Regions from separate parts of the Sus scrofa genome. Here region 1 is linked to region 2. The links are chromatin contacts, called in public HiChIP or PLAC-seq maps. All regions are on one chromosome and are shown on one strand. Each heading gives the region's core, a stretch centred on a gene start, on an enhancer-like site or on the middle of the called end of the contact. The rest is flanking DNA. Distances are from core to core; before and after follow the strand shown. Region 1 holds the start of SAA3 (serum amyloid A-3 protein). Region 2 holds the start of UEVLD (ubiquitin-conjugating enzyme E2 variant 3).

Region 1 (7,223 bases), core at 1,886-4,385, 400 kb before region 2:
AGGCGCCCCCAGGTCCCCTTTGGGCAGCATCATAGTTGCCCCGGGCATGGAAGTACTTGTCCGAATTTTTGTAATTGGCTTCTCTCATGTCCGAGTAGGCTCTCCACATGTCTTTAGCCCCTGGGAGGAAAAGAAAATGCTGAGATGAATGTGATTACATCTGGACAAAAAAGAGAAATAAAACATTTCCTCCCCTACCCCATTACAGATTTCAGCCTTTGACTAAGCCTTTGGAGAATATTACATTGGCTTGAGATGAATATTCCTTTACTTTTCACCTCCCTGCTTTACAGTTGTGAGATCCACACTTGGTGCAGGTTTTCATCTGTTTGCTTCCATTCTAAGTCTGTTGGTATTTTGTTTTGGGTTTTGTGTGAAGAAGAGCTGAGAAGGTCTTTAAGGGATGTTTGATTGTGCAATGAACCTCTACCTGGAAAAAGACAGGAAACCCTCTGCCCAGGGCTTGAGAACAAAGGTGACTCTGAGGAAGGCTGCAGACTCAGGATGCCTGCAACCTAGTCAAGGGGAGAAAGTCACCCCTGTGGACAAAGTGAGGACAACTGGGTCTGAATACATCTGACTGTCTGGGGCATACTTGGCACCTGGGCGCCTGTCAGAACTCAGTCAGCAGGAGATGAAGGTGAGTTCCTTAAGAGAACAAGGGAATCAGATGCAGAGAAAGGGCAACTGCCCCACCAGCTCCAAAGTTCAGTGTCCCCTCCAATAAAATAGAGGCGTATTGCCTCCCTCAGAGTGGTTATCCGGAAGAACCAAGGAAATACAGGTCAACTTCTAGAACACTGTATATGTCACTTCTCTGGTCCTTAGGAATGAGTGAAACAAAAGAAAAAGGAACAGAAAGAACTGGGAGTTCCCGTCATGGCTCAGGAGAAATGAATTTGACGAGCATCCATGAGAATGAGGGTTCCATCCCTGGCCTCACCGCTTAGTGGGTTAAAGATCCAGCGTTGCTATGAGTTGCAATGTAGGTCACAGATGCGGCTTGGATCTGGCATTGCTGTGCCTGTGGTGGAGGCCAGCAGTTACAGCCTTGATTCGACCCCTAGCCTGGGAACCTTCATATGCTGGGGTGTACCCCTAAAAAGACAAAAAAAAAAAGGAAACAGAATGAACTAAGATGAGGAGCAGAGAGCTAGAATATGATCAGCTAGAATAATTAAATGGCAGTTAAAGAAGAAACTTATCAGGGAAAAGGGGAAAATCTAATGTAGAGTTATAACCACGGCTTATATAAAGGCTCCATAAGATAACATCTTCATTTTATATATTTGTTGTTTCTGGCATTTGGAAAGATAGTTTTGTTGAGAGGTATGATATTCCTACCATACTTATTCCCACTGAGTTACTCACTTAAATAGATCCTTTGAGTCTAGACTGCCCTAAGAACTATTTTCAAAGAGTTCCGTAGTGGCCTAGAGGTTAGGGATCTGGTGTTGTCGCTGCTGTCGCTCAGGTTCAGTCTCTGGCCTGGGAATTTCCTCATGCTACAGGCACAGCCAAAACAAAATAGTATTTCCAAAATGCCTGGCATATCTTGTCACATAAGGGTAGCGAATCCAGGGATACAGCGCACACTTCAGTGTGCACAAAAATCAGCTGAGGGTTCTTGAAAAAGGTCATATTTTCAGTGTCAGCCCCAGTGATTGTGATTCAGTGGAAGAGGTGAGTGTGGACCTAGGCGCCTGCCTTCCACAAAGCACCCCAGACCACGGTGGCCCTAGAACAACCCTTTGAAAAATATTGACCCAAGCGATGAAAAGATATTTTTAGCTGGTCTGTGAGAATTTAGCCAGAATTCACAGCACCCTATTAAAACAATTCAAAAACTGTCACGGTGAAATAATAACATAAAATAATTTTGTGAAACAAGCAAATTTTTGCCACTTGACTCAGGCTAGTGAGGTAGACCTATCTCTCACTATAGGTTTCTGGCCAGGTCCCAGCCCCAGTACAACCATCATCAATGTTATTCATTATGTTTTTATTGTGGGGAGAGCTCTGTAGAGTTGCCTTCCAAAGGCACCATGTCCCCCACTATTTGCCATTTATTTGCTCAGATAAAGAGCGGACATGTGTTCGCACATCCCTCACTCTCCCACCTGTACTTTCATCTGGGAGGCAGTCAAGTACCACCGTTACTGGCACGGTCTGGGGAGCTCAACGACCTGAGTTAAATCCTGCTCTGCCTGAGGACTTTCTTAGGTGTCTTAGCCTCTTGGTGCCCCTGTTTCTATTAAGGCATAATGGTCCCTACGTTGCAGGACTAAAGGATTAAAACCCGAGAATGAAACAAGTTATTCGTACATATTAAGCTCTTAGAGCAGTGCCTAGAAGGTATTAACAGCTCAGTGATTTGGGTCATAATTACTAGATGGATGGGGAGTGTGAACACTCACTCCCCATCTGATGCCCCCCAATTCCTGACTACCTGAGACGTGGAAATGTGCTGTCCCTGGTTCCCACGAGGGGGCAGCAGAGCCACACTTGTATTTAGGGACCATGCACCCCCCTGACCCAGATCTGTTTCTCACTCCAGCTGAAACTTGGGGCCCACATTTTATGTGATCTCAGGCTTGGGGATCCATACAAAAGATTTCAAAGCTGGCCCCAAGAGCCTGGGGAAGTGCTACCATAAAAACTAAGCTCCTTTTCTGCTAACTTATGGCTTTTTGCCCTGAGGGGATGTGGCCTCTGCTCAGATGAATCATAGGAGCAGTCTTTTTTTTTTCTTTTTGCCTTTTCTAGGGCCGCTCCTGCAGCATATGGAGATTCCCAGCCTAGGGGTCGAGTGGGAACTGTAGCCGCTGGCCTACGCCAGATCCAAGCCGCATCTGCAACCTACACCACAACTCATGGCAACGCCAGATCCTTAACCCACTGAGCAAGGCAGGGATCGAACCCGCAACCTCATGGTTCCTAGTCAGATTCATTAACCACTGAGCCACGACGGGAACTCCATAGGATCAGTCTTTTGCAGCCTACTTCCCCCTACCCCAAACTCCAGCCCATCCTTCAGTCCTGACCTTGACCAGCTTCCTTGAGGAATGATGCCCATCTCTGGCTGCTGACACCCAGGATCAGGAAGCAGAAAATGATGCCCGTGGAAAGCTTCATCCTGCTGCAGAGAGATGAGCAGACACAACCAAGGATGAAAGGTATGGGGTGTTTTGGGGAATGTTGACCCATCCTTGCATTCCCAAAATAAATCCCACACATTTTATCTCTCTATATATAGATATAGATACAGATACAGATGGATGGATAGATAGATTGTATTTCAGAGGATCCAGTTCTCATTTCCACGTGTCTCACTGGAATACCAGTAATTTACTATAGGAGGGATTTCAGTGAGCTTTTAGTTTAAACCACTTTCCACTCCAATCATGCCTTATCAGCCCTGAAACCCAACTGCACAGTAAGTTTCCAGGAGGCATTAGGGGGTTTTGTGCACTGCACCTCTCTAATGTGAAATGAGGTAACCAGTGCACGAGTATTTATAAAACACCTGCTCTGCTCATCACTGACTTCACACAGAGAAGCACCTGATGAAACCCCAACCCAAAAGTATTCACATCTTGTAAATTCGGATCATCAGGATAGTAGACTCAGGAAGGAAGCAGAGAGCTGGGATGCAGCACGAAACGCTGGTGAAGAGAGAAGGTCTCCAAGGAGGAGAAGCATTGGAAAGTTCTAGCCCCTCACCTTTGGCTGTGCCTTCCTGCCAAGGCTCCTGGTGAAGCTGAGCTGCCAGTGCCGCCTTCCTGTGAGGAGCAGCTGGTGCTTTATATACCAACACTTGGCTAGTGGAGCAACTGAGAAGGCAGGTTTGAAGGAAGAAAAAAAAAAAAAAAAAAGAAAGAAAAACAAAGAAATTTGGGAAATCCCTCTTGGCCAGAATACAGCATCCAAAACAGCAGAGTTTATTCTTCACACTCTAATTTTCCTGGGTTGTGCAATCAGACCGCTTTCAGGAGTGTAGCAAGTTGGGATTTTTCTGCCCATTTCCAGTCTCACTCCTGGTGGGGAAAGATGATTTTCCCTCCACACTAATGGACTGACATTTGCTGTGAAGAGGAACCAATGTTAGAAAAAAAGGGCTGACAGTCTAAAGAATGTAAGAATGTAAAGAACCATTGTGGCACAGTGGAAATGAATCCAACTAGGAACCAGAGGTTACAAGTTCGATCCCTGGCCTTGCTCAGTGGGTTAAGGATCCAGCGTTGGTGATCTGTGGTGTAGGTCGCAGATGTGGCTCAGATCCCGCATTGCTGTGGCTGTGGTGTGGCCAGCAGCTGTAGTGCCGATTCAGCCCCTAGCCTGGGAACCTCCATATGCCATGGGTATGACCATAAAAAGCAAAAAAAAAAAAAAAAAAAAAAAAAAAAGTGAGAGTACAGGGCAAATGGAAGAGCAGGACGGGGCACTGTGAGACACAGCTCAGGATGCAGCTGGGACCCCAAGGTACAGGAGTAGGAAAGAAGGAAATAGAAACGGAGGAAAACCAAACTTCCAGCAGCCACACAGGGGGGCTCAGCGCTGACTAAGGGAGGCCTCCACTCAAGTGTATTTATGAGCAGATGCCATTTGATGGCAGGTTTATTTGGAGATCACTGCAGCCCAGGAATGTGGAACTATAGTGCAGAATTTGTTACAATGCTATTTAGAAATGACACATCATAAAAATCATTAGAGGAGTTTCCCTATGGCTCAGCAGTAACAAACCTGACTGGTATCCATGAGGATGTGGGTTCAATCCCTGGCCCCACTCAGTGGGTTAAGGACCCAGCATTGCCATGAGCTGCAGTGTAGGTCGCAAGCGCGGCCCAGATTCCACCTTGCTGTGGTTGTGGTGTAGGCCTGCAGCTGCTGCTCCCATTTTCCTCCCTAACCTAGGAACGTCCATATGCCACAGTTATGGCCCTAAAAGGAAAAAAAGAAAAGAAAATCAGGAAATGGCCATTGCCAGGCCCACTTACCTTCCCCAGTCTTGTCCTTTCATCCAAAAGGGATTTTTTTTTTTTTTTTTGAGCCATACCCACAGCATATGGAAGTTCCCAGGCTAGGGGGTCAAATCAGAGCTACAGCTTCCAGCCTACACCACAGCCACAGCAACGCTGGATCTGAGCCAAATCTGCAACCTACACCAGAGCTCACAGTAATGCCAGATCCTTAACCCACTGAGTGAGGCCAGAGATTGAACCTGGGTCCTCATGGATGCTAGTCAGATTCCTTTCTGCTGAACCACGACATAAGCTCCCAAAAGTGACATTTTAAAGACCATGGATTTCACCAGAGAAGAAAGGGTGATGCGTGTGTACATGGCAGAGACAGTGGGGGATGCAGAGGACATCAGCACTGTCCCTTCTAATAACAGAACCCTGGCTGGGGCCTGTGGACAGCAGCAGGGCAGTAAGGCCCAGCCCAGGGACACCACCTCAGGACTTTCTCCTGAGTATTTACAGGAGAAAAGGAATGTGAGCCAAGCATTGGAGACACAGGCAAGTGACCTACAAGACTGACTAATACAAGCAAATCATGGAGACTTGACAGCTGACCTGTTGGAAGGTGGTAAATAACAGTCAGGAACCTGTGCTCAACTAATTATGCCAAGAAAAACAAGGATGAAGAACTTCCAGTTTGTGATAAGACTCTGGGAAATATGAGTAGGATGTTAGAACGAAGAGCACTGGCCCAGGAGGGAGCAGATCAGGTGAAGGATACACTGGTGTCTGGGAGTCCCTTAGATCAGGGCCCGTCAAGATTAGGATAATGCTAATTGGTCAGTGGTTAACGAATCCGACTAGGAACCATGAGGTTGTGGGTTCGATCCCTCCCCTCGCTCAGTGGGTTAAGGATCTGGCATTGCCGTGAGCTGTGGTGTAGGTCACAGACGCAACTCGGATCCCGAGTTGCTGTGGCTCTGGCATAGGCCATTGGCTACAGCTCTGATTAGACCCTTAGCCTGGGAACCTCCATATGCTGAGGGAGCAGCCCTAGAAAAGATTAAAAAAAAAAAAAAGATTAGGATGATGCCTCTTTCTGGGTTTGGGTCCCATTTCATTCCTTGTAGGTATAATGACATGAACATGGGGGACAGTTAACTGTCTAAAGGATTTCTCGGTCCCTTTGATTCTTATCCAGGGCTAAGCTAAGCAACCTTCACGTATTCCCAAGACAACTTACATCCTTGGGAAAGGTGGGGTTCCCTGTGGTGGGGGTAGCCCAGGTCCCTGAGCCAGCCTGGCTCACTTGGTCCCAGGAGTAGTCATGGTGGGTGAAGGATGCGTTGTCAACCACCCACAACCAGGGGCCCTGGGCGTGCACGGTGGCTGCTTCACAGAGGAGGCTGTGATGTCCACACCCTCCTCCTACTTTCCTGGGGCAGAATCCTGGGCCAGCGCCCACCACATCCTGTTACGGTTTGTTTGCACTCAGCCATTCAATGCTGGAAATCCCTCCCCACCTCAGGTCAGGCCAGTCACTGTCTTCTTTGATAGAATCTTCAGAGAGAAAAAGCACGTACAGTTTCTAGACACCAAGTCAAGCATTGCAAATTCCCTTCCTTTGTTACGTAATGTGCTCTGTCTTCCTGGAACAGACACACATTTTCTTGCAGGACTTCACTTAGAACAGTGGACAACAGCAGCAGTCAGCTATTTTCACTTGTTTCTCCTGCAAAAGAAAGCTGTCCTGTGATGGCAATGTCAGAGTCTTCAGGCCTTAAAGAGATTTCCTAGGAGTCTCCCATGAGTCTCCTGGTTTGCAGAGATTGTCTCTGTTAGGCTTATTGTCCCAGCTTAATTTTTAATAGCAACAATCAGTAGTTTTGCTCTTGAAAATAATTGGTTTACGTAATAAATTAGATGGAACCCTACCTCTAACAGCCATGTGTGACAAGGGTATTGAGAAGCTTAGGGGACCTGCATTTTCTCTTATTTTTTGTATTTTATACTTTTAATTTCTTTTTTTTTTTCCTTAGGGCCACACCTGTGGCATATGGAAGTTCCCAGGATAGGGGTCAAATCAGAACTGCAGTTGCCGGCCACAGCTACAGCCATGCAATGAGGCTACATCTTCGACGTATGCCACAGCTTGTGGCAAGGCTGGATCCTTAACCCACTGAGTAAGGCCTGGGATCGAACCCACATCCTCACAGAAATTATGTTGGGTTCTTAATCCGCTGAGCCACAATGGGAACTCTT
Region 2 (6,703 bases), core at 3,688-6,187:
TGCTAAATACCTCATTCACTTGATACACCCTGAATTCCCTTTCTAGTACTGTAACTGGTTTTCGAAGGGAGAAGAGAAAGTATGCAAGGGTTTGTAGTCAGGTTGACTGAACTACCTCAGAAATACTACCTTGGTCGCCCTGTGGACAAAATCATTTAACTTCTTTGAACTTATTTCCTCATTTGGATAGAGAAATTAAACTGATCTCCTAGACTTGTGAAGGGGATTAAAATTTTTTTAAGTATGTTAAGAGTCCCTTACCATTCTGAAAATGAAATTGAGAAAACAATTACATTTACAATAACATCAAAAAGAATAAAATACTTAGGAATAAATTTAACAACAATGCAAAACTTAGACTCTAAAAACTACAAAATACTGTTGGAAGAAATTAAAGTAGATCTAAATAAACAGAAAGACATCCCTTGTGGATAGATCAGAAGATTTAACACTAAGATGACAAACTTCCCAAATGATTCAACAATCAACTCAGGAGTTCCCTTCGTGGCTCAGCAGTTAACGAACCCGACTAGGATCCATGAGGATGCAAATTCGATCCCTGGCCTTTCTCAGTGGGTTAAGGATCTGGCGTTGCCATGAGCTGTGGTGTAGGTCACAGACACACTTGGATCCAGCACTGCTGTGGCTGTGGCTGTGGCTGGCAGCTAGCAGCTCCGATTTGACTCCTAGCCTGGGAACCTCCATATGCTGTGGGTGCGGCCCTAAAAAGAAAAAAAAAAAAAATCCCTATCAAAATCTAAGCTGACTTTTTGGCTCATGTGCAAAAGTTTACAAAACTGATCTGAAAATTCAAGGAATGCAGCTAAAACAATCTTTGAAAAGAGCAAAACAAGTCGGAGGATCCATACTATAATCAAAAGAAGGCTATCATAAAAAAGATAGGAGTTCCAGTTGTGGTTCAGCAGTAAGGAACCTGATTAGTATCCATAAGGACACAGGTTCGATCCCTGGCCTTGCTTAGTGGGTTAACAATCCCCATTGCTCAAGCTGTGGTGTATACTGCAAACTCAGCTTGGATCTGGTGTTGCTGTGGCTGTGGCTGTGACTGTGATTTCACCCCTACCCTAGAAACCTCCACATGTTGCACATGACAGTTCCCATGTGGCACAGTGGGTTAAGGATCTAGCACTGCCACAGCTGTGAGCAGGCGGCAACTACAGTGCCAAGTTTGATCCCTGGCCCGGGAACTTCCACATGCCATGGCTGCCACCAAAATATTTTTTAGAAAAGAAAAAAGACAGAGGATGACAAACGTAGAAGAGGACGTGGAGAAATCAGAACCCTCATGGAGTTCCCATCGTGGCTCAGTGGTTAACGAATCCAACTAGGAACCATGAGGTTTCGGGTTCCACGCCTGGCCTTGCTCAATGGGTTAAGGATCTGGCGTTGCTGTGAGCTGTGGTGTAGGTTGCAGACATGGCTGGGATCTGGCATTGCTGTGGCTGTGGTGTAGGCCAGTGGCTGTAGCTTCAGTTGGACCCTTAGCCTCGGAACCTCCATATGCCGCAGGAGCGGCCCTAGAAAAGGCAAAAGGACAAAAAAGAAAAAAAATCAGAACCTTCATATACATATACCACTGCTGGTGGTAAAAAGACACAGCTGCTTTGGAAGTCTGTCAGTTCTTCAAAATATTAAAGACAGAGTTACCACATGACCCAGAAAATTCCACTCTGATACATACCCGAGAAAAATGAGAACATGTCCACACAAAAACTTGTGCATGACTGTTCATAGCAGCATTATTAATAATAGCCAAAAAGTGAAAACAATTCAAATGTCCATCAACTAATGAATAAAGTGTAACATATCCATGAAATGGACTATTCAGCCATTTAGAATAAAGAAATGATATAAAGTACAACTTGGATAAAGCTTGAAAACATTATGCTAAATGAAAGAAAACAAAGACTAAAAGCCACATATTGTATGATTTGTATATAAAATACCCCAAATGGGAGTTCCCGTCATGGTTCAGCAGTTAGCAAACCCGGCTAGCATCCATGAGCATGCAGGTTCAATCCCTGGCCTTGCTCAGTGGGTTAAGGATCTGGCGTTGCCCTGAGCTGTGGTGTAAGTCACAGACGTGGCTCTGATCCCACATTGCTATGGCTCTGGTGTAGACCAGCAGCTACAGCTCTGACTCGACCCCTAGCCTGGGAACCTCCACATGCTGCAGATGCGGCCCTAAAAAGACAAAAAAATAATAGTAACAAAAATTAAAAAATAAAATACCCCAAATGGGCAAATCCATAGAAACAAAAAGGAGATTAGTGTCTAGGCTGCAGGAGATTGGGAGAAAATAAAGAATAACTGCTAACAGATCCTGTTTCCTCTTGGTGCCTTAAGTTTTTCATGTGCAAAACAGATATAACTCAGAGTTCACATTGTGGCACAGCAGAAACAATTTGATTAGTATCCATGAGGATGAGGGTTTGATCCCTGGCCTCGCTCAGTGAGTCAGGGATCCAGTGTTGCTGTGAGCTGTGGTGTAGGTAGAAAACGAAGCTCGGATCCCGCATTACTGTGGCTATGGTGTAGACTGGCAGCTGTAGCTCCAATTCAACTCCTAACCTGAGAACTTCTACATGCCATGCATACAGCCCTAAAAAGCAAAAAAAAAAAAAAAAAAAAAAACCTAGATATAGCTCTACTCCCTGACAACATCAATAAAAATGTATGACGATCTTGGGATTAAGATATGTAAAATTGAGATATTAAACAAAATATGTATACAAAAGTAAGTACAGACAGGAAATGATACAATGACACAATGCAAATCTAAGTTACAGAAAGGCTTCTGCAAAGAGCTGTCTACAATTCACATTAGAGCCTCAAATGGTAAAGAAAATTAAAGGGAAGGAGGAAGGTCATTTTAAGATGGGAAAGAATTTGGCAGAAGAAAAAGCATATGATTATTATCAACCTGAAGACTGGAATCATCTCTTACTCATCTTTGTATTTCCCCACAGCACTTAGTACAGGGTATGCCTTCAATAAATGTAGGCTAACTGGATGGGAGTTAACAACAAGAGGCAGATGCCTATGAGTGGATACAGAAAACAATTATGATCCACAGGACTGAGCATCAAAACTAAGAATCGAGGGGTTCCCGTCGTGGCTAAGTGATAACGAACCCAACTAGGATCCATAAGGACTCGGGTTCGATCCCTGGCCTCTCTCAGTGGGTTAAGGATCCAGCACTGTCATGAGCTGTGGTGTAGGTCACAGACACGGCTCGGACCCTAGTCTGGGAACTTTCATATGCTGCGGGTGTGGCTCCAAAAAACAAAAAACAAAAAACTAAGAATGGATCAGTGCGGATTATAGCAGGGTAATAATGAGTCCCAGATTCAGTGTCCCTGATTCAGTGTAAACAGAAGTGAATGAAATGATCTGAACTCTAAACACTACAGAAAGGTACAAAAGGCAGCACTGCCGTCACCTGGAATACACATTTATTGTGAACCAAACAATTTCTGTTGTGTTTTCTTCTTGATGTTATAAACTGTCTTCTACATCCTTAACACCCTGTGAGAGTGTGTGATTAATGGCTGCATATATACCAGAACTGATTTAACTGTAAAACTGTTATAAAAGTTTATCAAGAGAGGGCAAAAGCACTCTTCCTTAGGGCTTGAAAACACAAATGTCACTACCAGTCAAATATGTGATTTGCCTTTTTGACATCTGGAGAAAAAAAAAAGAACTATTTTATGTCTTAAAAAAAATGCACTCCCCTTCTGGCACAGTGGATTGAAGGATCCTGCGTAGCCACAGAGGGTAGATCACAACTGCAGCTCAGATTCAATCCCTGGCCTGGGAACTTCCATACCCTTAAAAAAAGCAAAAAAGAAAAGGAAAGAAAGAAAGAAAAAAGGAAAGGAAAGGAAAGAACGAAAGAAAGATGGAAGGAAGGAAAAAAAAAGACATAAGCAAACCCAACAAAAATGGCATAAATGTTTCCACATGGCTAAGTCTTAAAATGCATTATGAACCATTTAAACTAAGAAACTGGAGGCAAAAAAAGGTGGTTACCTCAGACTGTACACTGGTGGGGAATCAGGGAGCCTGGACTAAAAGCCTGATCTAACAGGGAAAATGGCCCTCCCACTCAACATTTCAATGTTAAGAGGATCTCTTCCGGGCCTTCAAGCCCTGTCTTCATTCCTAAATCTACACAGAGCTTTCATTCACTGCAGTTACTCAGCACCACCATCGTAGTCGGGCGCAGGGCTAAGTGAAGGGAATACTACAGCACGGTCTCGGCCATCAAAAAGTTCACCCCCGCCCACCTACCCCACCTCCCCAGCAAGATTTGCAAACGAACAGTTACTCCACAAAGTGATCATCTATACTTCTGAAAGGAAGTAGAGGAAGGACTGAATAATAACTGAGTTGAGTCTTAAAAGGTGGGGCAGCCCATTTCAGCAAACAGAAGGGCGTGGTAAAAGGAACAGGGCAGAGCCGGAATCTGTTTGAGACGCAGAGAAGCTGGTGGCGTGAGAACGCCGCACAGCAAGTGATAGGGTGGGGTCGGGGGGGATCTCGAAGTTGCCGGTGGAGCCAGAGGCCGGGCCTTGGGAGGGAGAGGCCCGCCGCCTCCTTGGGCCCATTCCCCGCCGTCGGTTCCAGACCAGCCCACCCCCGCTCTACGCCCCGTGACAAGCCGAGCAAACTCCGCGAGGAGGCGGTGCGACCAGGGGTGGAAACAACCCCAGACCCCGAGGTCCCAGACGCTGCCCGGCTAGCTGCCCGCACCTTGCCAAGTAGTCGTCTCAGACCCTCGCTGTCGAATTCCATGTCCAGCCGGGACCGCAAGGACGGTTCTGCCACCCCAGCACCCGATCTCCTTACACACCTTCCCTGGACGGCGGCCGCCGAGGACCAAACTTCCCGACCGGTCCAAGGCCCCGCCCCTTCCCAGACTCGAAAGTCCACTTGTGTCCAATGCTCCAGGCTCGCCCAGGCTCCGCCTGGAGTCTGACCACCGCTCCACCCTGATCGCCGTCAGAAACGCGTGAGCGCCGAGAGGACCACGACCCAGCTTGCTGGAAAGGAAACTTGGGGACATCTGTGAAGAGAGGAATAGGAAGTCCAAGGAGGAGCACGAAAGGAGGTAGAAGTTATTGGCACTGTTCTCGGAGAGTTTCGAAAAGGTGATGTTAAATACAGCGCAGTAGGGAGAAAGATCAAGACCCCAAATTGTGGTTGGATTTAGGAAGGAAGAGGTAATGGAACTTAAAAAGCAAAATTTCGGGGGGCTAGAAAGGAAGACGGAGGCAGCAGGAGTCTTGTCAGAACTGGGAGATAAGACAGCTGAGTGAGGGTGATGCAGCATTGCCAGGAGGGGTTGCCTTTTGCGGGGGAGGGGGGAGCGGAGCATAACCAGGTTGGTGGCAGACAGAGGAAAAAGTCAGCTGTCAAAAAGAGTTTGAAAACAAAAGAAAGTAAATTGGTGGATAAGGTCGTCTGGAGAAGGAAAAAACAAAAAGATGCAATTTGCTGGCTTTCTTTGGTCTCCTTGAGTCAGTTACTTACCTGCTTTGCATCCCTGGCTTGAGCCAGTGTGCCTACAAAGTCCCCAGGGGCTGGCTATTTTAACTGTCTGAGAGGTTGGGTGGGATGGAGGGTGATTATAGTTATAGGAAGAGCCAGAGATAGGAATGCTGTGACTCCATTAGGAGAAGAAAGTGAAAGGCTGGAAGGAGCACTTACTAATTCAGCAAACTTTTGTTGAGCCTTGGCTATTTGCTAGATATTGTTGGGGAGGAAGAAATTTTCCTCTACTCTTCTGGGTTCTTCTGGCTGATCTAAGAGTGGAATTGACAGGAGGTAATAACAAGAGAAAATTAAACAAAAGTTCATAACACTGTATACTTGGGAAAGACCCAGGAGAACTGAGTAACTGGCCGAAATGGCAGAAGCCCTCACCATAAATACCACCTTCAGCAAAAAGCAAGAGAGGACATTGGGGGCCTTGTTTTGTCTCATTTTTGTCATGGTCTGAGTGACCCTTCCTGATGTTGGTGTTCTGAGAGATTGTTTATATCCAGCAGGAGACAACAGGAGCCAGGCTGTGAGGGTCAGGTCAGCTTCTAACAAGCCTAAGACCTAGCTGGCTCAGTCCAGTTTCCAGATGTCAGAGGCTGCTTTTTTTTCTCTCTCAGGCTTTTGCCCTGAGAGAAGAGGAAGCCACTGGAGGGTTTTAAACAGAGGAGTGACACAATCTGACTGAGTTATAAAAGACTAAGTCTGACTACTGTGTTGTGAAGAGACTGCGGTGTGTGTGGTGGGGCAAGAGTCAAAGCTGGGAGACCAGGTAGGAGACGAGAAGCTTGAAGGATAAGAGGCCTGTTAAGAGCACCTCAGCCAGATCCAACAAACCTCAGAAACCATGGAACGTCCAGGGATTCTAAGATCTAACAGATCCTGTCTGAAATCCATTAATCAAGAACAAGCTATCAAGTTAGAGTAAGGCCCGAGCAAATGTCTTCAATCTTTTATGAAGAACCTTTTGTGGGAGAGACGTTTCATCCGAGCCACCAATTCTCTTCTGGTTTAATCACTGTGAATGAATTACAGGCACTATGAAGACTTCATGCCCGTGTGTGTGTGTGGTGTGTGTGTATGTGTGTGTATGAGAGACTTCATGCCTGCATGTGCATTTGTGTGTGTGTGTAGC

The links. HiChIP or PLAC-seq counts read pairs in DNA pulled down with a chosen protein or histone mark.
Region 1: an H3K27ac HiChIP or PLAC-seq map of alveolar macrophages shows a contact between it and region 2. The contact joins the promoter of SAA3 here to the promoter of UEVLD in region 2. A contact is called at or near these places in 1 of 5 promoter capture datasets (liver) and 1 of 2 datasets of contacts at active chromatin or transcription factors (alveolar macrophages).

The regions. Positions count from the first base shown.
Region 1 is chr2:41,017,996-41,025,218 of Sscrofa11.1, reverse strand. It overlaps SAA3 (serum amyloid A-3 protein), which reads right to left and starts at 3,135. Exons shown (of 3, transcript NM_001044552.1): 1 at 3,045-3,135; 2 at 1-120. The coding sequence starts at 3,135.
Region 2 is chr2:40,615,320-40,622,022 of Sscrofa11.1, reverse strand. UEVLD (ubiquitin-conjugating enzyme E2 variant 3) reads right to left here and starts at 4,937. Exons shown (of 12, transcript XR_002341551.1): 1 at 4,780-4,937. LOC100523888 (a long non-coding RNA gene) reads left to right here and starts at 4,933. Exons shown (of 2, transcript XR_002341553.1): 1 at 4,933-5,177.